2 separate regions of the Mus musculus genome follow, and region 1 is linked to region 2. The links are chromatin contacts, called in public Hi-C maps. All regions are on one chromosome and are shown on one strand. The core of a region is the stretch at or near the end of the contact, and the rest is flanking DNA. Distances in the headings are between cores, read along the strand shown. Region 1 overlaps Cd96 (CD96 antigen). Region 2 overlaps Phldb2 (pleckstrin homology like domain, family B, member 2).

The links. A called contact is a pair of places that touch in the nucleus more often than the background predicts.
Region 1: a contact with region 2 is called in a Hi-C map of CD4 T cells, with 2.9 times the contacts expected there. The contact joins two enhancer-like sites. A contact is called at or near these places in 2 of 484 Hi-C or Micro-C datasets (both in CD4 T cells) and 2 of 9 other capture datasets (adipose tissue and pancreatic islet).

The regions. Positions count from the first base shown.
Region 1 is chr16:46,105,726-46,111,158 of GRCm38.p6, reverse strand. It overlaps Cd96 (CD96 antigen), which reads left to right. Exons shown (of 15, transcript NM_032465.2): 3 at 1,994-2,112. Among named protein-coding and RNA genes, the nearest start is that of Cd96, 12 kb to the left of the region's middle. Within about 2 kb of position 3,533, at least 27 of the 459 cell types and tissues checked have an H3K27ac peak or open chromatin away from gene starts, as enhancers often do.
Region 2 is chr16:45,783,166-45,788,604 of GRCm38.p6, reverse strand. The region is part of intron 6 of Phldb2 (pleckstrin homology like domain, family B, member 2); the gene reads left to right. Among named protein-coding and RNA genes, the nearest start is that of Gm52249, 9.6 kb to the left of the region's middle. Within about 2 kb of position 1,779, at least 38 of the 459 cell types and tissues checked have an H3K27ac peak or open chromatin away from gene starts, as enhancers often do.

The sequences.
Region 1 (5,433 bases), core at 2,284-4,783, 320 kb before region 2:
AGGCCAGGCACTGGGAATGGATTAAAGTCACTAGAGTTGGATTCCCATGCTAACAGCACTCATAGGACATGTAGGCTACAGTCCCCAGTGTTCTCTCCCCAAAAGACGTGCTTTCTCAGTCAGTCTAGAATATGTAGACACCTTACATCAGTCCTCAAGAATCCTGTTCCCAGGTAGTCTACACTAAATGATGTACTGGTCCTTAGCACCCCACCACAGGCTGGCCAGTGAAAATAAAATGTATTCTCTCATTGTTCTGGACATGGGAAAGCTAAAATCAAGTCCCAGTGTGTGGTAAAATCTTTCTCCATGACCAAGGGGGCAGGCAGGTGACAGAATGAAGCGCCAAAGGTGAGAAGCCTGAGCGTTGCTGTTGTTTTCATGGAGGCAATAGAAGTTTTACAAGAAAAGTATGCTTTTTAATTTCATGTCAATGCTCAGGGGTATGAAATAGCTATATTTAGCATTTTTGCCCAATTTTGCCCTTGTCTTTTATTTTCCTCATGGACCTCCTTTTTCCCTATAAGAAAAGCCAGTCTCTACTTTCTATTCATTTTCTAGACCTCTATTGTGTACCCACTAGACCTCTTGTAAGTATTCACATCCTTATAACAATTATTAGTGAATAATCAGCCCTAACTGTGAGCCTTTCTGTAGTCATGTTTTATTTTAAACAAATTTGCAAATTATGGTTTTTAGCATTTGTGACTATATATGTACATACCATATTATTTGAATATCTTATTTTAAAATTATTTATCTAAATATTTTTCTCCTTTGATTTGTAAAATTTCTCTCAGTGCATTAGCTCTTGTGCGCATACAGCTTCCGCTTTGTTCTAAATTTGTCTCATTCCCAGAGTGATTTTTGAAAATGATTTTCTGACTTACATCGCCTATCTCTCACGAGTCATCTTATCTTCAGTGAACTCATTTATCAGCCCTTCCCAATTTTCTACAGTTTATGTCGTCTTTTTTCTTTCAACTCATTTTGAGTAATGAGGTTGTAGCTTTTATTTGTGTGTAGACATGTTAGCACTCTGCTTTTGTTGTTACATTAATGGTATTTTATCCTCTGGCCTTTTTCTCACTGTAGTTTAACAGCTCATTCTACCGCAATCATTCTTCTACTGCTTGAGTGTGTTCTTATCCTTACCATGGAAGTCAGCCCAGCTAGCTCTTCTGTTGCCTTTGCTGTGTCCAGAGCCAGAGTCTGTTATCTTTGAGGAACCCCACCGTATGCTGCCGGGCTGTCGAGGTGGGCTTCCTTTCCTTCTGTCTCCCACTTTTATCTGGATGTCCTCTTTGATTTCTCACAGTGAATCCATCTCTCTTAATCTGAATTCTTCTCCTAAGGGTTTCCACACAGCGCTGAGGACATTCCACCGGGCCATCTGTCACAGCATGGGGGACCTAGTCTGTTTCCCAAGAAGAAACTGGCAATCTGGGGCCTGCATCTCCCTTCTCCGCCTCTGCTGTTGTTCTCAGATTAGCCAGCCTGTCTGTGCAGTGATCACCCTCAGGGGAGCAGATTTCTCTGTTCTAAAGCTCGTAGGAAACTTAGTCCATTTTCCTTTTTTCTTTTCGAACAGTTGCTATTACCTGGTCTGGTAGTTTAGTTATAGTTTAATGTTCTTGTAGATATTTTCTAGGTGATTTTAACTTACTTTCTCTGTCGTTCTCAGTTCTATTTTAGAAGGATGGAACCTCAAGATGGATGGACTGATTTGGGGTTAAAGCAGAAGAGTATGTCAAATTTTGAGTTGGGTTGTTAAATAATTTCGCTGTGAGTTTTCAGTGATGAGTAATTGCCCAGACTTCCCCTGGTTCAGTTTTGCCATTTAAACAAGGACTACAGTAGAATTCTGCCTCCTTACTTCATAGGTGTCTTGAAGATGGATGGATCTCTATTCTAAACTTTTTTTTTGTCTCTTTGATAAAATGTACTTTGTATGCCGAGATCCATGAATCTTCCACCCTGTGTTTTGTTCCAGATACACAAGATGAACACAACTATACAATAGAAATAGAGACAAATCGGACTCTGGAAATACCATGCTTTCAAAATACCTCCTCAGAAATTCCACCTAGGTTCACCTTTTCATGGTTGGTGGTAAGCGTTGCCCTTTTCAGTGAATAACTGTAATGATCTTTAAATATTAATGAGGTGAAATGAATAGCAAGTAATAATAGAGAAGAACTTGATGAGACCCAGGCATTATGCCAGGGGCTCAGGAAGGAAGTAAAGGGCACCAAGGTGTCTTCTAACTAGGCAAGCAGCGATGTATGCAGTGGGACTCTGAAATTAGCTCCTAGAGGTAGATTTCTATTTCAAATGATAAACCTGACCATGACTGCAGAGAGAACAAGGTGTGATGCTGCCCCAGTGAGGAACCACTTACAGCAGCCCCTGAGCACAGATGTTTGTTTTACAAATAACATTTATAGAGATATAGACCCCATTTCCCAGAACCTGCATTGCCACAATCCTGCATTGCTTTAATCAAGAAATGCAAAAACAATTCAATGCTTACAAAATACAAGAGGAGGAGTCTGGAAAGATAGCTCAGCCGTTGAGTGCTTACTGCTCTATCAGAGGGCACTAATAGGCACACAAGGAATCCAACTCAACCCCTGTCTTCTGACCCCCATAAGTGCCTACATACACATACGGAAACACACACACACACAAATATCTTGCTTAAAAACACATCTGTGTATGGGAGAAACAGGCTTCGGAGAGGCTCGTTACTATTCAACTCTCTTACTGAGGCAATGGCTACAAGAAAATAGAAACCATGACCTTTAGAAACCACTACAAGGAGCCAGAATAAGGACTTTTAAAAGTTTCATGTATTTATTTAATTGGGGGTTGTGTGAAGCCAGAGAACAACATTTAGGAGTCAGTTCTCTTCTTCCATCCTGTAGTCCCAGGGACAGATCTCAGGCCACCTATTTACCATCTTCATACTAAATGGGTGGTCACTACACTTGTGCTGTTTGGTTGGTTAATGAGAGCCAGCTCATTATGTGTCAGATATTAAATAACTTAGAAGTCTCCTTTATCTAGCAGTGTCCTTCAAGGAAACTTGGAAGGTGGTATAAACATTTTGTATTGATCCCGTACAGACATTTAGAACAAATGAGGGCCAGAGAGGACGTGAGCTACCTAGAGCAAGATGATAAGTCTAAACCATCAGCAGACCCTCAAGACAAACTGTCATTTTAAAGAACAGATTGTAATAATGACAAATTGGGAGATCCCATTGAAAGAATCCTTCCTACAAAGGGAATATCGTGTTGGCAATATGCTGTTTCCACTGTGCACTCTCCTTTTAAATGTCAAAATCTGTTTGCCTTGCTGACCTATAGCCTTGCCCTAACTACAAATGGCTCCAGAATTTACTAAGTCTGGTGTGAAAACATCTTATGTCCCTATATTAAGAAATAGAGGCTTCCCCAGGTCTTCATTGCTGAATGTCTTCAGAGGTGACACAGATTCTCACAAACAGGAAATAATGTGGCTTTAAGTAAAAGGGTAAGGAGGAGAAATGATGAAGATAAGCTCAGCCGGCAGGAACCTGCTGTGCTGAGCCCCGAAACTCTGTGGAGCTGCAATGAAAGGCCTCCTGCCCGGAGTGTTTCATTAAACCCTAAGAACGGTTCTGAAGACCAAAATGACCCAAGTCCCCAGAAAATAAAAGTCATGTTGTTGTGCATGTGAAATTCTAAAATCTAATTAACTCAGTTGGAAACCTCATGGGGGAAGTTATTATTAGGATTCTCAATATCATTGGAAAATGTACTTGCTATGTGTACATGGTCTCATGGTCAGCTGTGTAAAGTGGAGCAGATCATTCCCTTTAGGGAGTTATATTTCAGGACTGTACTACACTGAATTCAATAGGCATCGGACACAGTGAATCTAACATTCAGCAGCTGTCACAGGATAATTCAGTTACCTAAGAAAGCACAAGCATCTATGTGAACAGTGGAGTGATATATAAGAAATCAAGGACTATGTGGGTATAGTTGAGATATGGGTGGGTAGATAAATGGCAAATGCTAATTTTGCTACTTAATTCCTAGGACACATACCAGCATCAGGGAAATCCTTCAGGCTTATTCTGGGAGTTTCTAAATACATTCTAATATTCTGTTTTCATTACAAACTATCATCCTGTGATTTCCCACAGTATAAATTTTAATTCAATCCAATAAACAGATGTGACTCTGATTTGAGTGTTAGAACCCACAGGGATACAGACTATATTAGACATATTTTCTATCATGTCATGTGTTTTTAATAAAATGTAAAAAAGAATAGGAGTGTTCAGGGAAAACAATTTATCAGATAATTCCAGAAAAGCTTTTTGAAAAGTTATGTTGGATCACATAATAGAAGACAGTTTATAGCAAAAGACAGACACATGCTATAACAAGACCCTGGTAGTCATACATACAAACTAGTAGTATACAGTGGAAAATATCTTAGGGAAATATGTGATCCCACAGTCAATGAACTAAACAGAGATCCTTCACCACTGCTTATGAGCTTACAGTGGCTTGTGGTTGCCTGCATAAGACTTGTAGAAGACCAAGGAAGTCAGCATTCTGGCATGGAACAGGAGATGCTTAGAATCCTATACCCCTAACTGAAGAGCTTGGGACAGCTAAAAGCTTCTGTGTAAATGAGAAGTTGGTTCTCTTTAAGGATGTGACTTCTAGTAGCTTTACCTCCATCCAGGGATGGCCCCACACCTGGTAGTCCAGGAACAGCACAAATTGGATGCAATGGATTGTTTTTTAAAAAAACACAGAGGGGACACAAGGTTGGGGGTGTGAAGCGGTGAAGATGGGTCTGGGAGAATTTAGAGAGAAGAGTTGTGGTGAATATGATCAAAGTACTTGTTTGAAATCTTTGAAATCATAAAATATATTTTAAAATCAATAAAAACAGAAAGAGGACTGTCTAAATACTTATAAATATACCCATAGATTAAACAGCTTTTACTGCTCACGAGGGAAGCTTCTTTTTTGCCACGGAGACAGAACAACTAGCACCAATTATAAATGACTGTGAAGTGCCCAGTCACAAATGGGACATCTCTAACATACCAACTTCTCACAAGGCTCTGGGAGCATCATGGAATAAGGGCAGAAAGGCTGTTGTAAAAGTCAGAGGGGTAAAAAGACTTCTGTGAGGTAGTGACTTCTGCATATGATATGACAGGGCCATTGCACCTACAAAATCACAATAGCTGCAGGTGACTGCACAAGGCATCCGCAGGATCAAGCCAGTCAACATTCCGCATGGATGGGAAATGAATTAATGTGTCCCCACTCCCAAGTGAACAGTTATTGGCACTTGATGACTTCTGGGAGAGGGTTGATGGGTTTTCTTCCGGGATGCGGTCCCGATAGGTTGCCCACG
Region 2 (5,439 bases), core at 530-3,029:
CTCTTTTCTTCCTGCTGTTTATAGACATTGAACTTATTAGCATGACGGCAACAGCAAAACAGCAAATCAAAGATGTGGAGTATTACAGATGCCTTCTAGATCTTCTCATACAGATACCTTTTTTTTCCTCTTGGTTTTTTGGAGACAGAGTTTCTCTGAATAGCCCTGGCTGTCCTGGAACTCACTTTGTAGACCAGGCTGGCCTCGAACTCAAAAATCCACCTGCCTCTGCCTCCCAAGTGCTGGGATTAAAGGAGTGAGCCACCACTACCTGGCTTCATACAAATATCCTAACTTTTAAAAGGATCCTGGAGCATGGACCTGCTAGTTCAGTGTTACCAGTTCATTCTCCTATTTCCTAATGCTGGCAAGGTCTAACAGAGCCATGCTGGTTACTTTTCAGTAAGTGGATAACTTCACAAGCGCTGGCAGAGCCACGTATTATTTAATAGTATCTTGACAACTGGATCATCTCTGAACCAGCAGCCCAAATCAACCATGATCCCTGGGAAGTAAGCATTAACAGCCCTGCACCTCTCAAGGAATCACAGGAAGAGTGATTAGTCTTAAGTGAGTAACAATTTATGATTTCACAGGAGTAGACGGACAAGAAGGCGTCTTTCATTCAAGCTTGGCTTGTACTTTGTAAGAATGAGCAAGTAGAAAATTCAGTTATGATAGCACTCTTGAAAAGAATTTCTATGACCTTTATTACAAAATATTTGCTATCTCTGGAAACGTTGCTAGGCAACGAGAAGTTGCAGTTAAACACCATTTGATGTATTTCAGAGGTGGAAAGAATCTTAAGAAGTGAGGCATGGCGCCATATACCTGGAACCCTAGAGGCCAGCCTGGTCTTGCTAGTGAGTTCCACCCAGCCAGCGTTGCATGGCAAGACCTTGTGTCAAACAAACAAATATTAAAAAGTATCAATGCAAACAAGTTAAGCTACAGCATGACCAGCATCACTTATTTCTTACAATATTATTTAAAGAATTTTTTTTGCAAGCTATCCTTTCCCCTTCACTTATTTTATTCTGTATGGCTAATCTCACTGCCAAGAAAAGAAAACTACCTGTCCCTTTCTCTCACACTTCTCTGGAAACTTGGTGATAAAAATAATCTCAAAGAGACTAACATTTGTGAAATTATTTTAGTTTGTAATTATGTTTTATGCCAGATCACACAAGAGATGGGCATACTGGACTTTATATTCATTTCTTGTGTTGCTTCCTACTTATCAATAATGATTTAGCCCTGTGTTCATGATTTTTATCTAGGTCCATAACATACTTATATATTTCATTCTCCTGTTCCTCTAATAGTTCGTGAATCTATGTTCTTTGTAAACCTTGCTTCAAGATTCTATTAGGAATGCAAGATTGTTAATATCACTAATTACTGTTTGCATAATCTGATTCTTTAAGATGAGTCTTAAATCTATTTATGTGTAAAAATCTTCTCAAAGGAAGAAAGGAAGCAGTACAAACAGTGGCTCCATCAACTACAAACAGACGCCTTCCTCGTCCTCTCCATGGGGAAAATTCTGACCATAGGCCCTTTCGTTAGCTTGTGCTCACCTCCTAGTAAGAGATCTCCTGACCCTGTTCCCTTGATGTCTGCGTAACTCCTCACCAGTCTCTTGACTTAACCTCTCACCTCACAGGAAGTTTGTTCATATTCAGAACTTCCTGTGTTGCCACAACACATCTCACTTTAGACTGCAGGAGCTTCCCGAGGGCGGAAGACTAAAGTCATAGTCTAGTTTATTACACGTAGTTCCACTAGATGGCGTGCCACGTGAGATAAAAAGGAAATAGATAGGATGAGCATCATCTTAGTGCACTGCTTTGAAAGGCACTGAATTATCTTGGTCTAGCAACTTGTGCATACGGGACACCTAAATCACTGCCTTAGAAACAGAGGAAACATGCAGGCGATGACATGTTCAGTACTGGCTGGTGTTTAGTTCTGAGAGGCTTGCCAGGCCTGAGCAGTTAGTTCTCAGTGAAGAAGACAAAACTGGGATTGAGTGCTTTTTATTTGCCAGGATAGTTTCTGCTGTGAAAGTGGCTGAGGCAGACACCTAAATGGGGCAGTATTCTGACTCTGTTTATTGTAACTGTTCCTCTAGATCAGTGGTTTTTCAGCCTGTGGGTCATGGCCCCTTGCGGTTACTTATCAGATATCGATATTATGATTCAGAACCGTAGCACCATTGCAGTTATGAAGGAGCCACAAAAATAATTTTATGGCTGGGGCTCACCACAACATGAGGAACTGTATAAAGGGGTCGCAGCATTAGGGAGCTTGAGAACCATGACTCTAGATTGCTGATTTGGGTTTTCTGGCTTTAAGAATATTCTATGCCGTGACACCTATATCTGGGAGTCTCCACATCCATCATTGGCTCTAAAATCCATTTTTTCCATAGTCTAAGAAGAGATGTTCAGCTTATGTGGACCCCACTGTCTTTCTATGTCACAGGGAAAGTCTACACACTTCCCTCTTCCCATATTGCAAACGACTGAGGGATGTTTGCCTCTACTGCATGATACGGAGAGAGGCTTACACACCTCGTACCTCATCTCAGTTTGCCTCCAGAGCTGGGCTTAACCCCTCATGAGATTGTTTCTACAACCATGCCCAGCCATACCACATCTGTTTTCCTCTTTCTCTCTCTCTCTCTCTCTCTCTCTCTCTCTCTCTCTCTCTCTCTCTCTCTCTCTATTGGGCAATGAAAGCCTAAATATCTGCCTTATAAACTCTCAAAGAAAATCCACAAAAAAGAAAAAACAAACAAACAAACAAAAACAAAATGGCCCAACTCTATCTCTTTTAAGTGTGACTTTTTTAAAAAAATTATTTATGGTTATGACTTTTTATTCATTCACTTAATGTCCTGCTCACTGACCCCTTCCCATAACACAGCCCACAATCCTTACCTCTATCTCCCTCCTCTTCTCCTTTGATCAAGTAGGGGGCCTCTTTAGGTATCCCCAACCCTGGCACATCAAATCTCTGTGATGCTAGGCACATCCTCTCCCACTGGGGCCAGACAAGGCAGCCCAGCTAGAAGAACATTATTTTACTTGGCTCGATACTACTCCCATTTTACAAAACTGGAATGTCAGATTAAATTTTGTCAGGCCTGCAAGCCATTGAACTATCTTGTGACCGTGATGCTTCACTCTGTCATGCTGTGCAAGTCTTAGGAGTGAAATTTTTGTTACAATAGTATGCATACTTTTAAAATTGTCCATGTAAACCTACATGAAAATTATCGGATAATACACTTTAAAAAGAGAGAAGGGCTTCTATGGTTCTCATATCTCCAAAATAATTTATAAATAAAACACAAATCAGAAGGCGGGGAGGAAGGAAGGAAGGAAGGAAGGAAGGCAGGAAGAAAGGCAGGCAGGGAAGGAAGGAAGGAAGGAAGAGAGAGAGAGAGAGAGAGAGAGAGAGAGAGAGAGAGAGAGAGAGAGAGAGAGAAAAGAAAGAAAAGGTGGAATGGCACAGAATTTTTCTCACTGTGGCTGTGTCTTCTGGTAACCCTTTCACCTGGGAGCCAGTAGAGGGATGTGATCCTGTGATGTCCTATCAGTGAATGAAAGTTTTGTTACATCCCTCATTCAGCTGCTCAAGTACTTGGCCTGTGTCTGCTCTTCTGTCTCAGTTAGACTATGCCTGTCTCAAACTCCCTTCCCAAAATCTCATTACAGAAATGTTTAAAGGCTTTCTTTCTCTCCTCGTAGCTTTTCGTTCAGCGTTTGTATGAACATGTGATGGTGGCTTAGGTTCCTGGCCACTGTCACAGCATCTGGGTATCCAGCCTAGCCGCATTGTCAGCTTTTCTACCGTATACACTATTATTTTCATTCAGTGGTTTAAAGAATTGCTATAAACCAGTGGGTAACTTTGTTGCTGTCTCTCAGGCTGCTTTGTAGTAACCACGTGTAGAGCAAGTGGCTGGCTAGCATTGTGTACACTGTGGGCCATATACACACTTTAAAGACGATTCACGAGCCAATGTGGAGACTTTGACATTTTTATTTTAATTATCTTTAATTACATTAAGGTTAATTGGAAAATCTTGAGGACTTAATTATAGGTACCTGTATGAATAAATATATCATCTAGTACATTATTTCAAGAAGACATTTTGTTCAAGATACAACATTTTAATTCTCTCTTAAATCCTGTAAGTAAGCAATTCCTTTAGAAATCTCTGATAAGCTAAAAATATTTAGTTTACTTCAAGATACTGAGATACCCTAGCTAAACTAATGAGTGTGTATATGTATTCAGAATGTCTTAAAACATCTTCGTAGTTTACTTTTTAGAATTTGGCCTAGACGAATCCTCTCTCTCTCTCTCTCTCTCTCTCTCTCTCACACACACACACACACTCTCACACACACACACACACACACACACCTCCTCCCAAGACAGAGTCTTACAACTCAAGATCCTTCTGCCTGAGCTTCCCGAGTGCTGGCATTATAGACATGCACTACCACACCCCAATGTGAGTGCTTCACAAATTGCACTTTTCTTATGCTATGCTTCCATAAATCCAGTGTGTGTCAGCAAAATCACCTTATTGGTATTGTTTTACCTGCAATTCATGGCAACCTGTGACTCCTAGAATATAATTTATTTCAGAGATAGAAAGATTCCAATTGAATAAAAATAAAAAAATCATACTTTATCTATGAGTAAAACCCAGAAGGAGAAATTATGTAGCAAGATGCAGCTTATTTTACTGTCTTTACTTATTTAATTGAACAGCAGCAACAAGGACTATCCTAAATGTCTCGGCTCTGCAGAGCCACAGCGTCCAACCAGCGGCTCCTTTTAGCCAAACATTATTTATAAGTTATGATTTAAAAATATTCTACACAGACCACATTTGGAATTCTGGTCATGGCTCCAAAAGTACAAGAATATTTTTAATGGACTCAAGAATAATTTACACAATGTGCCCCAACCCCAGCATAAAGGCAATGTGTGAATCTCTTCTCAAGAACTTTCAGAGTTTGAAGACACCTATTCATGTCCATCATCTTTGACCTTCTTTAACTGACTTCAAGGTTATTCATGGGGTAGTGGTACCTAACTTTTTGAATTTCTGTCTTAGTTATGGTTACTACTGCTATGATGAAATACCATGACCAAAGCAACACGTGGAGGAAAGGATTCATTTGATTTACATATCACAAGTCAAAGTCCACTGAGGGAAAACAAGGCAGAAACCCAAAATAGGGCAGGAGCCTAGAGGCAGGAGATTGTGAAGAGGTCCTGGAGGCCTACTGCTTGCTTATTCTTCATGGCTTACTCAGCCTGCTTTCTTATAGAACCCAGAACCACCATCCCAGGGTGTCCCCTACTCCCTTGCTGACTAAAACCATGCCCTAAGGACCTGCCTACAGCCTA